2 separate regions of the Capsicum annuum genome follow, and region 2 is linked to region 1. The links are chromatin contacts, called in public Hi-C maps. All regions are on one chromosome and are shown on one strand. Each heading gives the region's core, a stretch centred on a gene start, on an enhancer-like site or on the middle of the called end of the contact. The rest is flanking DNA. Distances are from core to core; before and after follow the strand shown.

Region 1 (6,783 bases), core at 2,587-5,086:
AGTCTTGAAAACAACCAACACACATGGAATGGCTACAATTAGGCAAAACCACCTTGGAGCCAGTTTCCATGCATATACCACATTCCTCTTCTTCGCCCTGTATACTTTTACATGACTGACTGTTCACTTCCACCCCTTCCCCATTTGAAGTGTTAGAGAGTTGAGTTACTTTATGATTCTCCTTCATTAGTTCCACTAGATTTCCCTCCAGCTGCATTAGTGAAGGATATATAATGGCTGCATGATTTTACAACAACGTTTGAGCATTGATGCAATTGTGGCACACCTTTCCATATCATTTTATATTCAGTTGAAAGAGGAGAAAAGTAATACTCTCTCTGTCACAAGTTATATGATGATGTTTGATTGGGCAAGGAGTTTAAGAATGAAAGAAATACTTCTGGAACTAGCGGTCTAAAACAAGTCATAAATTTTTATGTTGCTATAGATCTTCTCATTAACTGACTAAAAAGGAAAGAGTTTCTCAAAAATTGGACCAAGGGAGTAGTTTCATGAAATTGATTAACCAAGTATTAACTATCAAATTCAATTTTTTGCCTTTCTTTTTAATTTAAGTCTTATTTGCCTTCATTTGAATTGCACCAAAATTTCACTTTCATCTCATGTCTCAAAAATTACTTCTTATTTGAGAACTTTCTTTTGCTTTTCTGTCTCCCTCTCATTTTTGTATTCTGCACCAAAAGCAGAATAAACGAGGAAAGAATACAAACCATAGAATTCATTAATTGTGGCTTTCCTTTCTGGTGGGGACGTTGCTGGCATTCCATCAACATAAACCTACAAAGATGAAAACATCAGTTGTGGAAGCAATACTGAATATATATATCCTTTGAAAGGTGAAACAAATGGACAAAGACAACCAAAAACTCAACACTAGGCATTGTCTTTAATTTGTAAAGAATAAAGTGAAGTAAAAGCGAAAATCACCTTGTAAACAAGAATGTGAAGGAGGCCTAAACAACTAGCCAGATTATCTAAACAAATATAGTCCATCCATTCTATCAGAAATAGCAAGAAGGGGGCAAGAAAACCATAGGAAACTTTCATTTGCACACAATCCCCATCGAAATCCCGGCGAAGAGCTGCTGCCCTGCAAAACACACCTCGTGAACAAAACAATTGTTAGCTAGCTATTCTTCAAACAATTGTTGTATATCTAAAGAAATGAATTGAACCACCTCAAAAACAAATTCTTCATAAGCTAACACAATATCACATGTTTCTTTTAATTTCTTCTTCAATAATTGTTCAAGTGTGCACCATCTATGCTAAAAACTTAAAACTATTAGAGAGATCATACTTTTGAGTATTCAATCATTTCGCATTTCAACACACCTCTCCTCACGTGTTGGCCTGACTTCTCTTTCCGTAGTGCAAACACGTCAAATATTTTTCTCGCTCATTTTCTTTAGCTGTGGCGAGACTTCAATGTAGGACCTTTGTCTAATACACAATACCATGTTGATGTGTGTTGACCATGTTATCTAAAAGTTTAAGCTATTAGATAGAGTGCACATTTAGTTACTTAACAATTTACGACTATGGCAATTGTGACCATAAATCTGAGCCAGTTGAACATCTATATCACTATATCAAAATCAAACTTTAAACGTCATGCAAATGGAAATGGGCAATTTCTGTTAAAAGGAATTATTCGAGCTTGAGCTGCTTTACTACTCCCTCCAATCCTTTTTTATTTGTCACATTTTGCTTTTTGAGAGTCAAATTGCATAAATGTTGACTAAAATTTTATGAGATATTTTTCAGCATATTAATATGAAAAGGATTACAACTCATATGTTTTTTGAATATCTAAATATAAAATTTTAAATATTGAGTTATTCTAATTCAATTTGGCTTCCAAAATTAGTGAAATTGATGGAAATGTGGCAAGTAAAAGTAACAGACAAATTTCAATATCAAAATTACAAATTTTATGCTAACTACCCAAGAAGGACAATGATGTGCAAACCAACTCATAAGAAGTACATACACTAGAAAAATTGATCAGAAATAGCAGATTCGCGTTACTTGGATTATGAAAACAAAAACAAAGAGAAAAGAAAGAGAGGAAGTTTAAATAAAGAGTTACATAGTATTGGCATGTTGAACATCAGCTTCAAGGGCTTTGATGGATTCTCTAAAGGAAGAATTCTGGAGGGTCTGATTCTGCCACATTTATTCTCACCTTTTTTCACTTAAAACTGTTTTCTTCAAGGCTAAAGAGAATCACAAAAAAAAAAAAAAAAAGAAGAGAGAGGATCATTTTAGGATGATGATTCTAAAAAATAGCTATTAATAAGGAGAAGAAATTAAAAAGTAGGGGTTGGTTAGGATTGCTTAATGGTTTTAACTTGCCTTATTGAAGCCTGAAAGTAAAGAAAAGGATATCTTCAATATGTGTCATTTCATTATCTGCCTTTACTAATTTTTTCTTTTTTTCTTTTCTTTTTCGCTGTTCATATGCACATTAAATTCTTTTTTTTTTCAAATTAGGCAAAATGGTCAATGAACCCTTGTACTATGTGAGTATATTTCAAAACTTTTGATCGTTAATCAGAACTAAGGATAGACTAAGATGCTCCGCTGTTCGATACCCACATTAAATTCTTTTTTTTTTTTAAATTAGGCAAAATAATCAATAAACCCTTGTACTATGTGAGTATATTTCAAAACTTTTGATCGTTAACCAGAATTAAGGACAGACTAAGATGAGGGCACCGGCCTAGAGTGAGTGCGAGTGAGCTCAAGTTTTGATTAATTTTATATTAAAATAATTATAAAAAATAAAAATAATATTAAAATTAAAAAAGATCCTTTTTTTTTTTCTCCATTTTTTTTAATTTAATAAAATAGTTTTAAAAATAATAAAAAATTTAAAAAAATAAATAAACCCCTTCCCCAACCCCCGTTCAGCCCCTCCGCACCCACCCCAGCCCCCGTCCAGGCCCCCCCACCCCACCCCAGCTCCATCACCTACCTCTTTGTTCTTGATCTTCTCTTCAAATATCCCCATTTAGCAGATTCTTGAAACACAAATTGCTCCAATTGAATCCAAAATCAGCGATCAAAATCTAACTGATTAAGCAAAATAATTCAAATTTCTCAAAATCTGATATCTTTCTGCAAAAAAAAATCATAAAAAATCACTAACACTTTATACTACATCTAAAGAAAACATAAATATAACAATACCATCACCCATGAAGCAAAATTTAATTATTTTTTCTACTGATTAACATCATAGAACTGGCCCCTTCAATTTTATTTTAAAGTTTACACATGAAGCAGAATCTCACCATTTTTTGTACTGATTACTATTAAAAATTCCACCTTTCCTTCTTTATGAAAACACCCTTTTGATTTTCTCATACTTTCTTATCTACCCTCTATCTATCTATCTCCATACAAACCACTCCACAATCCAAATGAAGAACCATATTTCACAGTAATTCACAACAAAATCAATTTTAAAAAAACTTCAAAAATGCAAAATTCAACACTCACAACTAACAAAACAAATCAACAAATTCATCAAATATCACACAACACATCAAAAAAAATATCCATCAACACACACAAAGAAAAAAAAATCAAGAAAATGATTACAGAATTTTCTTTAACAGCTTGTTGAAGCAATTTTTTTTAAAAAAAAAAAAAAAGGATAGAAATAAAGGGATTTAGAGAGGTGTAAGAAAGAACGTTAGGTGAGTTGAAGTGATGTTTCACTTTTGTTTGTGCATTGAAAAGTAAAGGAAGAGAAGAAGAGAGGAAGGTGCAAAGCCATAAAAGTAAAATAAAGTGGACAATGCAAATGGAGTAATAAACATAAGTTACCATTTTATTTATTTTTTCAAAAAAAAATAATAATTAACTATGAATGAAAATGACATGAAATTTAATGTAATACCTGAAAATGATGTGAAAGTTAACGTGACAGACGTGAAAGCTGACATGACAGCTGACGTAGCGAGAGTATCTTACACTCACAAAAAAAGTGTTTAAAAATGTTACTTTTTAGTGGGAGGAGTTCAGATGATAAACATGTAACTAGAAGTAAAACTGACATAATATAGGGGTATATTAAACCATTTTGCCTTCAAATTATAAATCTATTTAAATTGAAATGAGTTTAGAACTTTGAATTTATCTAGTTTAATTCTTTAAGATCAACATGACCTTTTTTTAGTTTTTATGGATTCTTAAATTTTTCAATTAAATGGCTTGAGGAGTTTCGTAAATTACATATCCAAAAGAAATTAGAGTATTGAAATAACTTTTTTATTATATGAGTGTGAAACTTCTTTTTGTTTCACAAAATATTGACCCAAAGTTTGTGAACCAAAAAAAATTTGAATCCATCAATTTATGAGACAGAAAAGAAAAACTGACATAATTAGTATTGATTGTGTGAGACACATAATAAAACTTTTCTTCAAAATATATCTATAGTTGAATGTGCAATGTACGTTTAAGACGTCGAATTATTACAAGACACAAAAATTACTTTTACTATAAGATAATGGTTGGATTTGATGAAAAAAAATATTTTTGTTTATAATTCTCTCTTTTGTTGGAAAGAAAAAAAAACAATATAAGACGCAAAAAATATTATTTTTACTACAAGAGAATGATTGGATTTGATGAAAAAAGTTTACTTTTGTTTATAATTCTCTCTACGGCAAAAAAAAAAAGGAGGAACAATTTTTGGTGTCCTTCAATCAATTCAGATTCTATGTTTTTTTTCCAAAAAAAAAGTAATAATATTTAGAGAAACGTATCAAAATATTAAAATATGTATAATTACTTAGACATAATATCATTACCATTTTTTTTCCAACAAGAAATTATTGATTATATACAACAATCAATAGATTTATAAAAAAGAAAAGGACTTCTTTAAGTGTGACTGGAATATGTTGAAAGTACGCTGGGAGCTATATAGTATATACAACTTTAACAAAAATTGAAAAGTGATTTGGAGTTGTGAGCAGTCAAATTCATAGATGAAATCGATTTTGAAGTGTGTCTCGGCGACACATGTATATCACTGTATATCACACATATATATACGGACAAAATATATACTTAAGATGTACACAATTAGACATGGCAGAAACTTCGTCTTCCTCCTTTTAACTCAGATCTTCACCAAGTCGTCTCAACAACACCTACTTGAAACAAATTCAGATTTTGAAAACCCAATTTTTGAACTCAAGCTTAAGCAAGCTTCATTGGTTGTTCCTATCGTTTTTTAAGTGTGCTTCCTGTTTCAAGTAACTAATTCAGTTTTCTTTCAGATTTGAATCCTAAACTGATTTTAGCTATAAATCTTTAATAGTTTTCTCAAAGTTTTTGAAATAGATCAAGTATGGAGAATAATTTGTGTATTACTTCATTACGTAAAAAGTATATATACAATTCAATGAGTGCTAATTAATGAAAACTAAATAAGAAACGAATCAAAAGAAATCTTATTGTATTAAGCTATATGCACTACATCTAAGGGTGCTTATGTGTATTAAGCTATATGCACTACATCTAATGGTGCTTATGTGCATTCTTTAGCACTCCCCTCAAGTTAGAGATCATGTCCAGCTTGTTACAAAGATAATTAGAGTACTAGTCAACATTTTTGCAAATAAATCAGCTAGTTTCTCTTTTGTCTTCTTGTAGCAAGTGTAAAATTTAAGTTCTTTCATGATACACGAATTTGAGGCAACGTATGGTGTCAAGTGGGCCGGGTTGGGTCAACCGGAATCGACCCGTGAAATTTAATCGGTTGTGGGCCGGGTCGGGTTGTGGTTAGGTGGGCCGGATCGAGTCCGGTTTCAACAATAAATTTTTTAAAAACAATCCTGAACCGGCCCACTTAGCCCAACCCGATCTAACCCACCTAAATCCGGTCAAACCTGGTTAAAAATTCAGTCAAAATCGATCAAAAAATAAAAAAAAAAGTTTTTTTTCCAATATATGCTATATATACCCACCTATATACATTTTAAATACGTTAAACAATATATATACACTATATATATAGTATATACTACATTAAAATTTAAAAAATATATACACATATACACAATTACACATGTAATCGTGTATACGACTATACGTTAGTTAAAGATATATATTACTCTAAATAAAACATATACTACAAGATATATACTACAATATAATGATATATATATAATAATTTATAAAACATATACACATGTATACGTTAAATATATACGTCTATAGAAGATATATACACATATATACGTACCATTCAATATATACGTACTACTTTAAATAAAATATAGTACAATATATATTTTACAATACATACACACACTATATATATAGTTATATACTAATTTATAAAACATATACACATGTATACGTTAAATATATAAGTTTATAGAAGATATATACAAATATATACATACCATTCAATATATACGTACTACTTTAAATAAAATATACTACAATATATATATACTACAATACATACACACACTATCTATAGAGTTATACATTAATTTATAAAACATATACACGTGTATACGTTAAATATATACGTCAATAGAAGATATATACACATATACGTACCATTCAATATATACGTATTACTTTAAATAAAACATACTACAATATATATATATATATATATATATATATATATATATATATACTACAATATATACACACACTATATACATAGTTATACAGTAATTTATAAAACATATACGCATGTATACGTTAAATATATACGTCAAT
Region 2 (6,783 bases), core at 2,150-4,649, 39 kb after region 1:
CATGCATATGCTCTCTAGGCTAGTGAATTTTGGGTGAAAAATGCTAAAAAGTTTCATATTTTATGATGAAACATTTAGCATCTTCCTCAATTAGAGGCCAATAGTAACCGACTCTCATTATTTTAAGCACAAGCGAGTCCATCTTGGAATGATTGTCACACGCCCCTTCGTGTATTTCTCTTAACACATAGTTGGTATCTCCTAGTACCAAGTACTTAGATAGAGGGCCTAGATATGATCTCATGTAAGGATTATCATCCACCAAACAAAATTTGGCAACCTTTATTCAGAGGGCCTGTGAGGCTATGGCATCTGCTGGAAGCTCTCTATTTTTTAGATAATTTGCATATTTGTTCCTCCAATGCTAAATAGAATTGACTGAATTTACCTCTTATTACACTGGAGCTTAGAGTGCCCAACGTAAATGTTGCACCACAATGCCTTTTGCTAAATCTTCTACTGGAGTCACGGACCCTAGACTGGACAACGCATCCACCTATCATTTTACTTTCAAAGAATTTGCTTTATCTCCCAGTTGTTGAACTGGGATAGAGGATTTTGAACCTTCACGATGTATCTCAATATTCGTCTATATTTTACCTAGTAAGTTCTTATAATTTGGTTCATGAAAAGTTGTGTCTCACAAAATACATTAATGGTATTCGTTCTAGTCCTTAAGCAGGACCTAAACCTACAAGAAAGGCCTTATACTCGACCTCTTTGTTATTAAGTTGCACACAGATGATGGGCTGTCTCAATTTTTCCCCCTTTAGAGTGACTAGAACCACTTCCAAGCTAATTTTTCTTTCACTCGAAGCCCCATTAGTGTCTAGGTTCTAAGTTTTGTACTGGCTCCCAAAGCCAACACGCCTTTTTATTTGGCCTATACAGCCATCTCGAGGTTGAATTCATCTGTAAAGTCAGACAAAACCTAGGATTTAATAACCATTCAGGGCTTGTATTCAATAGCAAATTTGCTTAGCCCAACAAACCACTTAACCATTCTCCTTAAGAGCATGGGTTTGTGAAAAACCTTTTGGAGCAAATAGGTGGTAACTACCATATTGAATGACATGAGAAATAGGGCTTGAGCTTGCAAGAAACCTCTATGACAGTTAACACTAGCTTCTCAAAATGTGAATACCAAGTTCCACACTAAGTAGGTTCTTGCTAACATAATAAATAGAAAACTATGTACCTTTCTCTTCTTGAACAAGCAACACACTTACTGCAACCTCTGTTATGGCCAAATATAGAAACCACTACTCCCTTTCCTAGAGCTTTGCCAGCAAAGATAGGCTTGATAAATAAGCTTTCCACTTCTGGAAGGCTAGCTAACATTCGAGGCTCCACTCGAACTGACTATTCTTTCTTAAAAAGGAAGAATTAATGGCACCTCTTTGACAATTTTGATATGAAATAGCTAAGAGTTGTTACTGGCCGAGTCAACCTCTATACTACCTTGACATCTTTAAGCATCTTAGTGATCTCTTCTATTAATTTAATTTTATACGCATTAGCCTCAATCCCTTTATTTAATATGAGAAATGCCATAAACTTCCCAAATCCTACCCTAAAAGCATATTTTTTAGAGTTTAACTTCATGTTATGCTTTTGTAGGATGTCAAAAATTTAATGCAGATGCACTAGATGGTCCTTAGCATCCTTCATCCTGACAAGAATGTCGTTGATGTAAACCTCCATAGTTTTTCCAATTTGTTTCTTGAATATTCGATTCACCATCCACCGATACGTGATCCCACATTCCTTCAGCCAAAGAGCATCACATTGTAATAATATGTGTCATAGTTAGTGATGAAAGAAGTCTTCTTTTGGTCCTCCAGGTCTATTTGCATCTAGTTTTACTCAGAGTATGCTTTGAGAAAACTTATCATTTTATGCCCGACTGTAGCATAGATCATTTGATCAATGTTTGGCACGGGATAAGAATCTTTGAGACATGCTTCATTTAAGTCTTTAAAATCTATGAACCTTTGAAATTTATGTGGATTCTTGGGTACCACTACCACATTGGCTAACCATTTTGGGTATTTACCTTTCAGATGGATCCTATGTTCAAGAAATATGTTATCTTTTTTTTTGACAAACCTATTCTTTTCTGTTAAGATGGATGCTTTTTTCTATTTCATGGGTGGAAATTAGGATATGTTCCCAGCTTGTGCCTAACCACTTTCAGAGGAATGCATGTAGTGTTGAAATAAGTCTATGAAAAACAGTCAACATTAGTCTTAAGGAATCTGACAAAATCTTGCCTGAGCTTATGGTGCAGTCTTGTGCCTATGTGTGCCCTCTTTTCTGGGATTTCATGGAAGAGAGGCACCTGCTCGAGCTCTTCTGTCTTTGACTTAATAGCATCCCATTCGTTCGGGACGTAACAGGCTCGTGTGCCTCATACCAGCCTTTATTCACCTCTTTTGCCTTATGTGGTTCCCTTCTTGGCTTTCTTGGAGAGGTGAGTTCCAATATATGCAGATCTTTTTTGCCTGGCACAATGGCATACATCTCTTCGATGGCCCTTAGGTCTCCCTTTATATACTTCACCCCATCGGTGTGGAAAACTTTATCACTTGGTGATATGTCGATGATCCAACCTCCATAACATGAATCTATGGCCTTCCCAAAATGGCGTTGTATCATATGTCCCTATTGAGAATATCAAAGCGAGTGACCACATCTAACGGTATCATGTTTCATCTCAACTATCTCTTCGTGTCTTTGTTGGCATATTGAAGCCCATGAGCATTTTAGTCGACAGAACCACCACGACAATTGACCCTTTCTTCTCGAGGACCTACTTATGCATGAGGTTGGCTAAACTTCTTCGATTTATCAACATGCGTTTTACTCATAATTATCGATTATCAAAGATATCACCAGAGCACTGTTGTGTGATCTTTTTGGCTAATCTAGGTCTCTTTCCCAAAAGCCATATCCTCTAGTCTATCGCTCTCATCTTCTCTTGATCTTTTCTTATTAGTGTAGAGACATCCACCCTTCCCCAAAGTTGGAATCCTCGCTATGCTTGATTCCTCTCTTTCATTAGTTACATTCTCCTCGCACTGAAGACTTGTTGAAAAGCAAGCTTTGTTTCAGTAGGAGAGAGGCAAGAGAGCTTTTAGGGTCTAAACCGTCAGTGAAACCTATTCTCCTTTATTGCTTTGTGACCCCAAGCCTTGACGACTCATCCACCGCCTTTAAGAGTTTTGAGTCGTCGTTATGCATCGATCGACTGGAAATTTGAGTTTCGTTCAAAGACTTTTAGAGGTCCATGACCTGTTATTCCAGGTGGCAATTCTTTTAATCAGATCTATAATTAGGGAGCTGAGAGAGCAACGCCTGAGGTTTCTGTCATAACCAGCCTTGTTCCTACAAATCAAAAACACGAGCAGCTAACAAAGAGAAGCAAATTTAAACCCACACAGTTGCTCTGGCCCTACCGCCCTATGATGGGCGCCAAATTATTTACCGTGTGTTTGATATATTTATAATTTTAGATTCGTCAAGAGGATTATGATTCAATCTTATTTTAGATTTCATTTGTTAGCGATTAAATTACTATGTGATAAAACGAAACAATTAGGTATGAAAGAATAAAGTGAGTACGAAAAACAAACAAGTCTAATAGAGACGAGACCTCAGGAGTACAATTAAGAGCGAAAATTGCATCGTCTGAGATGCTAACAAAACCAAAGATAACTATCTAACTACGCAGAAAACAAAGAAAAATTTAGATACCAAGTAGGAATTATTGTATTGATTGAGAGAATAAGGGAGCGGATTCCTTTACAAGTAAGGGGAATGTCCTATATATAGTTTACAAATTTAGGTCCCGACTAATCACAATTTGACAATAGTGTCCAAAGGAATAAAGTCTATACAAGCGTGCCACGCATCTTGCTTGTTAGAGGTAGTGCGAGCTAGCAACCTGGTATAATCTTGTCCACGTCTTTGGTTGCACTAAAGGGTCGTTTGGTAGAGGGTGTTAAAAATATAATATATGTATTAATTTTTGTGTGTTAGTATTACCTTGTTTGGTATCATTTTTTAAACTATGCATAACTAATACTTGTACTAATTATACACTCTATTGTATTAGTAATGCAAGACTTTCAATACATGTATTAATTTGTTAAATGACATTACTACACCTAAAATTATTTTCCTACTTTCTTTTTCCATCATATCTCTCACTCTTCCTTTTTCACCATATTACCATTTTCCAACCATATATCACACTCTTTCTTTTTCACCATATCACCATATCAAAGTTGCTTATTCCAGATTAATAATGGGTATTTATAAAATCTCTCAATAAATGAAGTTTTTATCTCTAGACACATTTATCAGCTTATTTGGCCTAAACATTATATTTTCCTAGAGATGATATTTGGTAACAGTGACTTGATTGGCAATTTGAAGTGTACTGGGAGTAGCATGTCTACTCCATATGTTTTTCTCATTACTGCCTCTTTATCTTTTTGTCCGATATTGTGGTTTAGTAGTGATTAAGTTAGTAATTTGAAGTGGAGGATCAGGCGCTGATGCTAATTCCATTTATGTCTTGAAAATAAATTGTACAAGGAAGGATAATTTGGTAAACGAATATTTTTTTATAAAAATTATTTAAATATATATTATCTTTAATACATCAAACAAAACAATATGTAAAATTAATGTATGCGTAACTTATACCAGCATTACTAATACTTGTATTAATAATACAAGTATTACTAATATACTCTATTCAACATTATTTTTATATACTCTACCAAATGACCCCTAACAAAGTTTATCCCCTTTAGCCTTATTCGTTTCATCATGAAGAGGGTGTTTTGTTTCTCTTCTTGTGCTCGAGGCGGTGTTTTTGGAGTTTCAAAAATGCCCTTCAGGACTATGCTTCTAATACATTGTTATATATATATATATATATATATATATATATATATATATATATATATGGCTATATATATATATATATATATATATATATATATAAGAACTGAATTAACTCCTAAACAAGAAAGAAAAAATATAATAAGAAAACCACAAAAATGGACTTTCTATCAAATAGACGGAGAACCATCGAAAACAACGAAAGACAAGGAGAAGAAAGATAAAGAATAAGTTGCTCTGATACCAACAAAATAGTTAGGCAATAATTCAAGATTTTTCAATATATAAAGATATTTCAATAAGATGCACTTTTTTTGAAATCAAATGTAAGATTTTTCAATATATAAAGATATTTCAATAAGATGCAGTTTTTTGAAATCAAATGTTGTAAAAAATTCTACTCAGTACTCCCCCTTTCCCGTTGTTTCTTCATGTTTATCATTCTTATATTCTATATTTTCCCCAATTTTAAACTTTTTTTTATCTTATCCCGTTCATCTCTTCCTCTTAATCTATGTTCTTAACAACTTACTTCTTTAACCACACCCCGAAACTTCATCTAGCAACTAACACTTGTCCTTCGTCTATTCTGCAGACATGTCAGACTATCAAGTCCAGAATGTCTAGGAATTTACAGGTTAATCCATCGTTGTTATTAAAAAATTAAGAGATTAACCATATACTAAGGACAATGAATTTAAACAAACATTTTTTAATTTACATGATGAACATATCTAAAATTTCTAAAAATATAAACATCTAAAACTTCTAAAACAAAACATATTTTGGGTGGGAAAATATAAAATAAATAAGAACTTACATGAAGTAACTGGGATAGAGGTTTTCCTTTCAGGAATCCCCTAAAGACATTGAAAAACTGAAAGTTTTTTTATTTAACTTCTTTATATCACAAACTTTGATTTACACCCAGAGAAAAGGTTGGTTGGAAAAGGAGGATTTATGCATAGGAAAATATATTGAGAGGTTCAAGTTCTAAGGTTTTTTCGATCTACCTTCTTCTACTAAGTTACAAGTCTTATATAGACTGAAGTAAGAAAAAATGAGTGGACTAGGATCAAACTACGTGGCTTTGACAATATGGCCGACAGGTAAGGATAAGATTCTTTAATAATGCAGGTCGGGTACACATTGGGTGTCATCGTCACATGCATTATTATTTATCTTTTTCTGACGCGTGCTTCAACAGTTTTTCTTTCTTTTTGGAAAGTAATGATAAAGGAAGCGCTTACTCTGACACATACTTAATTACAAGACTCAAAGTGGGCATACCCACATGGCACTCTTATCATAATTACAATTATAATATCAATCTCCTTTATTACTTGTCTTTATCTGCTTATGTGTCCAAGTTGTGCAGGGCTATGGTGTCTAAACTCATTCCAAAGTCATCATCTTCATAGGGATCCTGAGCATCTTTGAATAGACTGTCTTCAAATATATCATCTTCTTCGTCTGATGATCTTGGAATATTAACGTCTGTACTATTCATGTTTAGAACTACTCTATCTGTATTTGTACTTGACTTGTCTTTATTATCCATATGCTTATCTTGTTCTTGGCTACTAAAGAATTTTTCTAATGTCTGTTTTACAATAATCTCAATTTGTTTATTCTTCTTTTTTGCTGCTAATATCTTTTTTAAGGTACTAGTCTTATGAGATTTTGATGAAGGTCCTGCTTCATCTTCACTTTTTGGCAAAGTGACAGCCTTTAACGGATTTGATTTGTCTTTACCGATTACCGTTTGAGCCGGACTAGCTGCACCAACATCCAATACAGTGGATTTCTGAGCATTCAAATGGGAATGCACAACCTTCTCATCCATTTTTTGTGGAGATGGAGAACTCT

What was found. Hi-C and Micro-C count contacts between places; a contact is called where the count stands out from the background.
Region 2: a contact with region 1 is called in a Hi-C map of leaf, with 2.1 times the contacts expected there. The contact joins the enhancer-like site here to the promoter of LOC107848034 in region 1. A contact is called at or near these places in 4 of 5 Hi-C or Micro-C datasets (leaf, pericarp and placenta).

Annotation. Positions count from the first base shown.
Region 1 is chr11:76,382,334-76,389,116 of UCD10Xv1.1, forward strand. It overlaps LOC107848034 (E3 ubiquitin-protein ligase AIRP2), which reads right to left and starts at 3,837. Exons shown (of 7, transcript XM_016692689.2): 1 at 3,321-3,837; 2 at 3,002-3,144; 3 at 2,114-2,240; 4 at 949-1,111; 5 at 732-798; 6 at 1-237. The coding sequence starts at 2,199.
Region 2 is chr11:76,422,227-76,429,009 of UCD10Xv1.1, forward strand. LOC124888471 (a long non-coding RNA gene) reads left to right here. Exons shown (of 2, transcript XR_007046688.1): 2 at 1,621-2,026. Among protein-coding and RNA genes, the nearest start is that of LOC107847795, 7.1 kb to the left of the region's middle. Within about 2 kb of position 3,400, at least 5 of the 5 cell types and tissues checked have an H3K27ac peak or open chromatin away from gene starts, as enhancers often do. A contact at or near this core is called in leaf and pericarp, where this site is marked.